Regions from separate parts of the Danio rerio genome. Here region 1 is linked to region 2. Evidence: chromatin contacts called from public Micro-C data. All regions are on one chromosome and are shown on one strand. The core of a region is the stretch at or near the end of the contact, and the rest is flanking DNA. Distances in the headings are between cores, read along the strand shown.

The links. A called contact is a pair of places that touch in the nucleus more often than the background predicts.
Region 1: a contact with region 2 is called in a Micro-C map of caudal fin, with 3 times the contacts expected there. The contact joins two enhancer-like sites. A contact is called at or near these places in 2 of 18 Hi-C or Micro-C datasets (caudal fin and an unstated tissue).

What each region holds. Positions count from the first base shown.
Region 1 is chr15:9,850,352-9,855,999 of GRCz12tu, forward strand. The region is part of intron 1 of arhgap35a (Rho GTPase activating protein 35a); the gene reads right to left. Among named protein-coding and RNA genes, the nearest start is that of arhgap35a, 80 kb to the right of the region's middle. Within about 2 kb of position 1,685, at least 11 of the 62 cell types and tissues checked have an H3K27ac peak or open chromatin away from gene starts, as enhancers often do. A contact at or near this core is called in caudal fin, where this site is marked.
Region 2 is chr15:9,772,654-9,778,096 of GRCz12tu, forward strand. It overlaps arhgap35a (Rho GTPase activating protein 35a), which reads right to left. Exons shown (of 7, transcript XM_001343600.7): 6 at 4,712-4,817; 7 at 1,467-4,628. The coding sequence ends at 4,217. Among named protein-coding and RNA genes, the nearest start is that of npas1, 89 kb to the left of the region's middle. Within about 2 kb of position 3,573, at least 3 of the 62 cell types and tissues checked have an H3K27ac peak or open chromatin away from gene starts, as enhancers often do. A contact at or near this core is called in caudal fin, where this site is marked.

The sequences.
Region 1 (5,648 bases), core at 435-2,934, 76 kb after region 2:
GACGAGATGATCGCAAGGTTTTCATAATCCTGGACCAGGTCGTATCCTGAGCAGCTGCTGTGGTGGTCATGGAGGAGTGGAGAGTATGAGACTGATTCCTGTGACGCTCCAAGGACAGACGAGGTCCAGCATTCTTGTTTGGCCATAGGAGAAATGGTCATGCCCAACTGAGCCAGGTTTCTCTAGAGTTTTTTTAATTCTTCACTTTCGCCAATTGGTAAAGTTTTTTCCTCGCCGCTGTCGCCACTGGCTTGCATGGTTCGGCATCTTGTAGAGCTGCGCATTGATGGATTTGCTTTTCAGTGTTTGGAGTCTCAGTAGTGATTATTAAACCACACTGAACTGAGCTAAACTGAACTGAACTTAAACACTGAAAACTGAACTACAGAGTTTCAATTTACTATAATCTTCTATGTGAAGCTGCTTTGACAATCAACATTGTAAAAGCGCTATACAAATATAGGTGAATTGAACTGAATTGAAGATGTAGGACTAAGGGGAAGGGCTAGACAGCCCTTGAAACAAAGATTTTTCAAAAACACACTCGAAACCAAGGGGTGCAAAAATTTTCCCTAAAATACACCATCTACAAAGGCAGGTGACGTGTGCAGTTGTTGTAGAGGTGTCCTATTTCTTAGGGGTAAAATTTGAAGTCCTTCCCATTTAAATCCTGTTTCAAGGGCCAAGAGGGTAGGGTTAAAATAGAATAGGGATTGAGCCCAAATAATAAACATGCCAAATGGATTGCCATTAATTTATTAAAACAAGTAAAATTTATGATTTATTTGTCGAACATCTCATCTCAGTTGGGGTATCATCTCACATACTATACTACAAATCCCAGCAGCTTTGGTTGGCAACAAAAACTGGACCAAAAAAACTGGATGAAAACTTTGATGTGAAATACTGCTTTTAAAAAAAAAGTCAACATTTGAAATGGATCAAATATGTTTTTCAAAATTGTCCTAGAGTGGCACAGTGGTTAGCACTGTCACCTCACAGCAAGGTCACTGGTTTCTGGTTTCCACTCGTTTCTGTGTGGAGTTTGCATGAGATATAAGAGAATAAGTATAACAAACTAATTTGGCCATGGTGTATGGGTGTCTGTGAATGAGTGTGGATGGGTGTTTCCCAATACTGGGTTGTGGCTGGAAGGGTGTCCGCTGTGTAAAACTTACATAGTTGATGTCTGACCTCTGAAATAGAGACTAAGCTGAAGGAAAATGAATGAATGTACAGTATGAATCAAAGAAATTGTCCTAAGGCAAGAATAGGCTTTATTTAATAGTTTTAGGACAACTTTGATGAAAGATTTTGAAACCGCTTTAAATGTTGACAACTGTATCTATGTACATGTTGTTTCCCTGACTGCCTTGACCCTCCCTTTTAAAGCACATAATCAACCTCATTTCCATGCCAGACTGTTGATTCGTACTTCCTGTCAGTTGGCAGTTCTGCTGATAACCCGACAGAGAAGCCTCAATACTGTAATTTACATTTTAATGACATTGTAATAAACCTATAAACTTTAATCTCTACACAACTGACATGAGCCAACAAGATAGAGAGAAAGAGAGAAGACCATACCGAAAAACAACAATGAACTGGCAGGGAGTTAACAGGGCTTGGTAGCAGCAGCGGTTCACTAATAGGGCATGTTCACTTTAAGAGTGTTGTAAAAGTCTCATATTTGCCCAGACATGCTGCTCGCTCCTGGAGCAATAGAGGATGATGGTGCACTTTCCCCTTCTGTTTAATTACACAGTGGAAAACATGGGCCGGAAGTTCTTGACGAGAAAGAGAGGACAAGAACTGGGCATTTATGACAACAGACAACTGAAAACAGATGATCAGGGTGAAAGTAAAAGGGAGAGAGAAGGAAACCAAATGCTAAGCGAGCACAAGACATCTGACTCGCTCTCTAGAGAGTGAGAACAAACTATGAAAACACCTGAACTTGCCACGGTGTCAATTAGAGATAACTTTTTTTAACTTGTTGCCACAGTAACTAGGTTCCTGCAGCACTGGCAGATGGCTGTGGGCATTTTTTTTCTGCTCGTTTCCTTCAAAGAGGGCAGCTTAAAAAAAAAAAAACCAAAGAATCAATTTTTTTTTTGCCCTTTTAAAGGATTAGCTTACTCAGAAATAAAAACTATATCCCAATGTTGTTCTCAGTTTTTCTATATGACTGGTTTTAGTCTGCAAATGAAAAGTACAGAAACATTTTCTTGTCACTTTTTCTGGCTACAAAGGCTTGCTGGATCCAAATGAACCAATACTGAATCAGTAATGGCTTAGCTTCTATGTTCAAGTCTGCAATCAAAGTAGCCAGCACATACACAGTTTTTATTGTAATGTGGTTAGCGTTGCACACATTCTTTTAAAAGAGCAGTTAGTTATACTTTCTTCTCACAAATAGTAACCGAGTTAGTAACTGATGACGCTACAGCCACATTATCCTGCAGCCCATGACTGGTTACTCGCTGAAGGTAAGCAGGGCTGAGCCTGGTTAGTCCTGGATGTGAGACCACATTGAAAAACTAGGTTTCTATTGGAAGTGGTGTTAGTGAGGCCAGCAGGGGTGCGCTACCTGTGCTCTGTGTGAGTCCTAATGCCCCAATATAGTGAGGGGGACACTACGGTAGGATGAGTCGTTAAACCAGTGTCCTGACTTTCTGTGGTCCTTAAAAATCCCACAGCACTTCTCGTAAAGAGTAAGGGAGTAACCTTGGTGTCCTGGCCAAATTCCCTCCATCGGCTCTTACCCATCATGGCCTCCCAATCATCCTCATCCACCGAATTGGCTCTATTACCGTCTCTCCACTCCACCAATAGCTGGCGTGTGGTGAGCACACTGGCGGCGTTGTCCTCTGGCTGCTGTCGCATCATCTAAGTGGATGCTGCACACTGGTGGTGAAGTGGAGAGAAAGAGAGGTTCTATGGCTGAGAGAGACACTGCTCACAAACCACGTCAGGGTTCTCAATTATAGTAATGCACATTTTATTGTTAGCAACGGCAATGGTGTTGTAACGCAGGAAATAATTTGGTTACTGATTACTGAAAAAAGTATGGCCGCTTATTTATAGTTCCGTTATTCCCATCACTGATGGTGATGTACATGAAATTCATGTACAAGATTGGATAGGGGAAGACTTGCATTAAATGAGAGTTTACGGCACAAAATTATCAGCTAAAATTTAATCTGAAATAGGAAAAAAAACTGTAAAAATAGCTTACGCTCTTTGGAGAGTAAAAACAACTTGTCTGTAATCTAGTGTAACTTCTCTTCAGTCTCTTTAAAAGTTTACATGACTGTTTTCTCAAATGAATTGCTCAAAGTAACGGCTAATTGTCAAAATAGAGACAGAGAGAGAGATCACACAAACAGGAGAGGGAGTATGTATATGTTTTTCTTGCTCGGTCAGACTCGCCTCTGCCTTTGGCAGATGCGAAAACAGCCCCAAGGCAGCCAGAGGTTGGAGGGTTTTGTGCTTGCTCATCCATTTTAAATGGGCATTCAGACGGGGAATGCCATTAGCCCCATCCCGCCTGCACTGACTCAGCCATGGGCAGCAGTAACCTCAGAGTCCTCAGAAGAGCAGCTGTCCAGCCTTACTACTAATATGCAGAACCTGTCTGTTATACCTGAGAAACAAATTACAACTCTAACACAATTTTTTTGCAAACAGGATTGCAATGTGTTTGTTTAGGCCAGAGAGATAATGCATTAGCATTCCCAGAAATTTCACAGGCATTTTCTCAGAACCCTACTAAAATATGTACAGTCAATCACATGAGCTTAAAGCACTGGTAAACACTATGCAGATTTAAAAAAAATGTTTTAAACTACAGGAATGTAAAAAGTTGAACAGAAAAAAATTACATTGTTTTCAACTGCAACATTTCTCCAAGAATTCAATGTAAAGCATGAAACCAAACCCAATTGGTCTTACAGGGTTAACTGCTTAGGGAAAAAAAAAAAAAAAATATATATATATATATATATATATATATATATATATATATATATATATATATATATATATATATATATATATTATGAATGTTTTACTGCTTGATCAATATGAGCATTACTTTTACAATATCTAGAAAGGAAAATTTAATCCATCTTCATTTTGGATATTTCAAAAACTGGAAATCTCAAAGATTGGACTGATGTGATCTGGAGTAAAGTTATTAATTATCTATTCCTTTAAATAAATCAGATGAACTGAATAAGTCCAACTGAACACACTGTGATCCTGAGTTGACTATGTCTTGTCCCATCTAGACCAAAAAGCTGCTTGAGGACACACGGAACAAACGACAGCAGACAGAAACAAAAACATATGTTCTGCGCCTGCAAGTGAGGATGTATCTCTCCACCCCTGCAGGTGACAGTATTGGTATAACCATTCAAAGGGAAACCAGACCCAGTGCTGCACACATACACACCACAAACAAAAAGGCTGCATCTGAAACTGCATACTTCTATACTATACAGTATATATATCAGTATGCAAGCTGAGTAGTATGTCCAAATTCATGGAATTCGAAAATGTGTATGCGAGAAGTACCTAGATGACCTACTAATTCTGGCGAGATTCTAAAGTGCACATCCCATGCAAACTCCCGCTAATCTCACGTAGCCAGACCTTACACAGCAGAAGGTCTGGGAGCTTTGAAACTTTGAATGGGCTAGGACAGCCCACTATGTTAACTGACAGGTTAACCGACCAATCATCAACAGTCTGAGATGAATGTCTTTAAAAGTATACAACAACGGCGCATCAATATTATAAATGATCTCCCAGCAAAACATGTAGGAAATCGGATGGACATGTATGTAGACTAGAGGTAAATTTCCGAATAAATCACGGAAGTGGTCGGTAACGGGTTTAATTCGGGACGGGAGCAGGCTGTCTAGCAATATCGCTCCCGACTCTTGAGCGACCGCGCGTATGTATGTGTGTAAATGAAATAGCGCGATGCTGTGTTTAGCTTGTTTGCTGCTGTGTGTGTGTGTGTGTGTGTGTGTGTGTGTGTGTGTGTGTGTGTGTGTGTGTGTGTTTGTGTGTGTGTGTGTGAATGAGAGAGAGAGTGCTTTGTCTGTGTGTGTGTGTGTGTGTGTGTGAATGAGATAGAGAGCTTTGTCTGTGTGTGTGTGTTAGTGCGCGAATAAGAGAGAGAGAGCTTTGTCTGTGTGTGTGTGCTTGGTGCTGTGTGTGTGTGTGTGTGTGTGTGTGTTTATACATACAGCTTGTTATAGGCTGTCTGGACTGTATAGTTTGGTGATTTTCGGTTTTGTTCTCCACCCCGCTCTTTAGCGGGATCGGGCGCGGCGGGTAGAAAATGGGGCGGGTCGTGCAGCGGGACAACAAATGCTTATTATAGGCGGGAGCGGTCGGGTTCGGGCTAAAACCTGGCGGGTTCGAGCAGTAGCGGGATTCAAAATTTAGTCCAGCGCAGATCTCTAATGTAGACTTAATTCTGAGATTCGTTCATTATTTTGGTGACATATTTCTAAATAAAGTTCTGACAGACTGAGATGATAGAGGTTTTTAAATTCTATCAAAGCAATAATAGACAGGTGTGGAGGCAGTACATCACTGATTCAATGTCTTTGAAAGCTCTACGTTTATTACAT
Region 2 (5,443 bases), core at 2,323-4,822:
AGCCCCCTTATTATTTTCCCCCTCAATTTCTGTTTAACGGAGAGATTTTTTTCAACACATTTCTATTCATACAAGTTTTAATAACTCATTTCTAATAACTGATTTATCTTTGCCCTGATGACAGTAAATAATATTTGACTAGATATTTATCAAGACACTTCTATACAGCTTAAAGTGACATTTAAAGGCTTAACTAGGGTAATTAGGCGGGTTAGGGTAATTAGGCAAGTTATTGTGTAACGTTGGTTTGTTCTGTAGACTATCAAGAAAAAATTACCTTTAAGGGGCTAATAATTTTGTCCCTAAAATAGTTTTTAAAAAATTCAAAACTGCTTTTATTCTAGCCAAAAATAAAACAAATACGACTTTCTCCAGAAGAAAAAATATTATCAGACATACTGTGAAAATTTCTTTGCTCTCTTAAACATAATTTGGGAAATAAAAAAAAGAGGGGGCTAATTATTCTGATTTCAACTATATATATATATATATATATATATATATATATATATATATATATATATATATATATATATATATATATATATATATATATATATATATATATAAAATTGTATTTATTTATTTTTTCATCACAAATAATGTGAAATGTTTTAAACTGCCGGAAATTCATTGCATTGACGTTGACATGAATAAGTGAATGATGATAATTGATGTTATTTTACAGTGAAATAATGTTTTTAAAGGTGAAGGTAAATATTTCTTGTGTGGTTAATTATAGTATACCGAAATGAAAATTAGATTGTTTTTAATTATTGAGTGGCTGTCTAACTAATGATGTAATCTGATTGATTGTGGGATAAAAGGGCAAAGTGAGAATTGTCACACACTGAGTAAGGCATTGTGCCGAAACATGTTTTGTTTCACTGACAAATCAAAAATAAAAACTATACGAAGACATTATTTAATGAGTGAGAATCATGACCTTATGAATAGATTGCTATTTAAAATATGAATTTAAACGATGGATTTGTGAGGGGTGTACTACTTTTTTTATTAACTATTTTAAGGTCAAAATTATTAGCCCCTTTAAGCTATTTTTTTTTAGATAGTCCACAGAACAAACCATTGTTATACAATGACTTGCCTAATTACCCTAACCTGCCTAGTTAACCTAATTAACCTAGTTAAGCCTTTAAATGCCACTTTTTAGCTGTATAGAAGTGTCTTGAAAAACATCTAGTCAAAATTATTTCAAGTCATCATGACAAAGATCAAATAAATCCGTTATTAGAAATGAGTTATTAAAACTATTGTTAAGAAATGTGTTGAAAAAATATTTTCATGAAATATATATATATATATATATATATATATATATATATATATATATATATATATATATATATATATATATATATATATAGTTAGTTAGTTATTTACTATGTGATCAAAAACATTTAAATGTGAAATTGACATTGTGCAACATAAGCAAAGACAAGAGACACATTTTACAAGATTGATTTATTAACTATAATACAGGTCACAGAAGGCCTTACTGTTTATACACCATTCCCATTGAGACTAATTACCAACTTCTTGGCATGTTTTTTGTCAATGTAACTTCATTTACTTCAGTATTTTTTTTTCATTGTACAATTTTTTTTTTTCTTTCTTTTGTATTTTTAATACTGAGAGTGGTAACCCCCTCTCTCTGACCTGGTCTTGAATCATGCAGTACATCATTGTTGGCCTTTACACCATTCACAAAAAAAAAAAAAAAAAAAAAAAAAAAAAACTTTAAAAATGTTGCCTCATTTTTTAATAATTAAAAAAAAAAACATAAAAAGAAAATCTCCTCTATCACCATTGACTACTGGGCAAAGTGTCAGACCCCCTAACGTACAAATAAACAACCATTCTGAATATAGTTTTGCTCCTTTCTCCTTTAACTTAATCTGTCACCATTGTTGAAAACCAAAAATGAAAATGAACATAGAACAAAATAAAGTGATGCAGCCAAATAGGATTGCTGAACCAATGTCACATTTTAATACACGTTTGTCATATCGCATTTCGTTGTCTCTCCCTGCCTTTTTTTATTTTTCTCAAAGCACAGTCTTTGGCTGCGAAGGACAGTCGGATCTGAAGGAATACACTGAAAATACAGAGAAATGCAGCATTCATACACAAAGTACCAGGGGCGTATAGGCCACACAGCTCCCGATTTCCCAAAATATACCATTACTTTTGCTCTCTGGGGGCAAAAGACATAGTGTTTGAGTAAAAACAGCCAATCAGAAGTCAGAGCAGATGCCGACCTACGTCTAAAAAGGTTCAGGTCGATTGCAGTTAGGATTAACAAGTATCACAGGGAGAGATATGCACAAAAATGAAGTGAAATCTGCTGTGGATACATTCATTGATCTTCATACACGTGATTGTTTCACAGTTTGACAAAATCTGCTTCTCTTGAAAATCACGGCTCACAACAAACAGACTGTTCGATTGAGTTCAAATCAACACAGGTCATAGAAAATGATCCATTACCAATCTGGAGTGAGTAAACTCACGCAATAGAAAGAATAAGTGCTGGGGAATATTGATACAAGCAACCATTTAACGTCTGATTTTTTTTTTTGTTTCTTTCTGCTGCAAAGTGAATTGTGTGTTTTCAAATGCGTCCAGCATTTTCTAGACAAAAACAAAACAAAAATGTAGTATTAGGATGAAAACGAGCTGAATATTGGCATGCAATACCTGCTTTATCCACTGGGTGGTAGTGTTGTCACATTAACTGTCCCGTTTTTGTTTCCCGTTTAAAAACTTGTAGGATTTTATAAACAATGTCACCCTTCGGAGATCAACTCTGAAGTACTGATTTAGTTAGTCTTGACAAAAAGCTACTAGCTGCAAGCTAATAATTAGCATACAATCAGCGCACCACATGCTGTTTTCACACAATAAACTGCCAAATCACACTAGACTGACTGATTCAAACAATCACCAGATTACTGGAATCCACTTCTCAGACATTTTGTGAACTGATGAATGTTGTCTAAACATGTTCAATCAGCGACAACATGCTCTGAGCAACGCCAACAGAGGAATCACACTGAAACTTCGAGAACTAAAGATTGTTGTCATTGGTCAGCGTCTGTTGGCGCGGTGTGAATTGGCCTTAAAGACATTATCTTTCCCCATAAGCCGTTACTTCCATCCCACCTTATATTTCACCAACAGTTTACGTATTCCATCTGAATTGGTACAATGTTTTCTCAAGTGCAACCTTCCTTTACCTTCCAGAACTCGCATTTCATGGTTAATGGTCATATCTCTCCTCTAAATAACCATACACTTTAACCCATCCCTTACAAGTCATAACTCAGCAGAAAAAAATGGCCCACAAGTCTAGCTAGAAAGGGGGGAGCAAAACTTCCTGAAACATGTCATAACAACAACAATACAACTCCCAAATGAACAGACACCGAAGATCCTCGTGGAGCAGGAAATCGAGGGGTTGTGTGGTTGTGAGGACATTCTGCAGTAAAAGAAGCGTTAGTCTTCCAGCATATTCTGGAGGATCGAGTGAGAGGAAAAAAACTTCAAATCCCAGAATGCTGTGCGAAAGCATTCCACACACATATATCCTTCCCAGCAAAACTTGATCCAGTTTGTCAAGTTCTAGTTTCGATTGATTTTTTTTTTTTGGTCTTTCTTTAAAAGGCCGTTACAAGCAAAACAGGATAAATAAGGGGTAGGAATGTGGTCGTGTTGCTGCTTCAAAAAAAAAGAAAAAAAAAGGGTTTTCAAATCATAATTTGATAATGAACAGTGGTCGAAAGCTACGACAACAATCTGGTGAATATATAGACCACCTTGTCTAGAGTGGTCACTCAAATACGAGTTGAGTTTTAGCCCCTTTTGTCCCCAAACTGACTCCGCTGGAGATGTTTGCAAGTCACATGGACCCATAGGAGATCTGGGATTGGGTGAACCACACTTCATGTGCAGCTGTCTGCGTGTTTGAGGAGCGTAAAGGGCCAAGAGCAGAGCGGCGCTGCAATTTACGGAGTAGCATGATGCAGAAAGAGGGCGATGAAGTGTGGTTGACGTAGCTCTTGACCTCTTTCTTTCTTGTTCCTCTACTGCTTTCGCTTGTGATAAGTCTGGCACGGCCGTGCAATCTCGGATATTTCTTCCATTCAATTAATCTCTTTCAGTGCTCCCAAAGTTGTCCTCCTAATCTCCAGGTTCACAGCATGTGTTGTTCTGTAGGGGTGTGATGGGGGTGCAGAGGCGGCAGCAGGCTCTGGATTGGGGATTGAGGGGTTGGTGGTGGAGAATGAGGTGGGGATTGTTGAGCGGGACTAAAGGGCGGGGCTACGGGTTGTATTGAGGCATAACTGGTAGAGTAGGCGGAGCCAGAAGACAAAGTGGCTGTGGGTGAGGCGGGCTGTCCCGGCAGTCCGCTAGGTGTGTCGGCGAAGGGTTGATTGTAGAAGAAGAAAGCACACTGGTGGATAAAGGTCTCGATGATTGTCTGATAGGTGCGCGTGGCCGTCAGAGCATCCATGGTGGTGAAATCCGGCCTCATTAACGTCGGCCAGAAACAGATGGACAGATTCTCGCTGGTCATCAGGTTCAGTCGGCTGTTTAGACTCACCCTGAGGAAAACGAAAAAGAGGAATAATGAGAACGGAAAGTGGTTATGGGAGTGAGTTAGATTGCGAGTTGCTCTCATTCTCACTTGTTCAGGTGAGTGATGACGTATTTGAAGACATCGTAGTTCTCTCGAGGGAACCTGCGGAGCACGTCCTTCATGGTGTGGAGACGATGCTCTCGATCATTGATTTCTGCAGGGGGCCGAGAGGGAACACAGAATGAGACACAAACACATTTATTTTCTTCATGCTTCAAAGGTGTTCACTTTTCCCACAACAAGTATGGTTAGAGGGTGACCGAATGCACACACAGGAGGTCAGTCAAAGTCAAAACTTAAACAGTTTAAAACACTCTTGATGGGAAATCTAAAAACTTGTGTCCTTTTAATTTCTGTAAAGTAACAAAAGCACAAATACAATTTTCTGTAGAGTAAAAACAAGTGTTTTACCCAATGCTTAGACTGATAAAACCTGGCTAATTGGTGAACGTCTTACATAATCACATACAAATTAGCTGCTAATTCAACCAAAATGTAAAACAGTTACTTTTCCCATGAAATAATACTGATATTTGTGGAAATATTGCATATTTTATGAACCAAAAACATGACATTTAGTTGTGCCCTAACATTGTGTCTTCTACCCTGCTACCATAAAACTTCCATTAAAGCATTTGGAAGCAGTACAATTTAGGGCGTATGCACACTCGGCACAGTTGCCTTGAACTGCACCGAAGAGCAAATGTCCCCCCTCCCCTATCCCCCAATGGCCTGAGCAAGATTACGTTATTGATGATGCGACTGTTTAGTTCAGTGGTC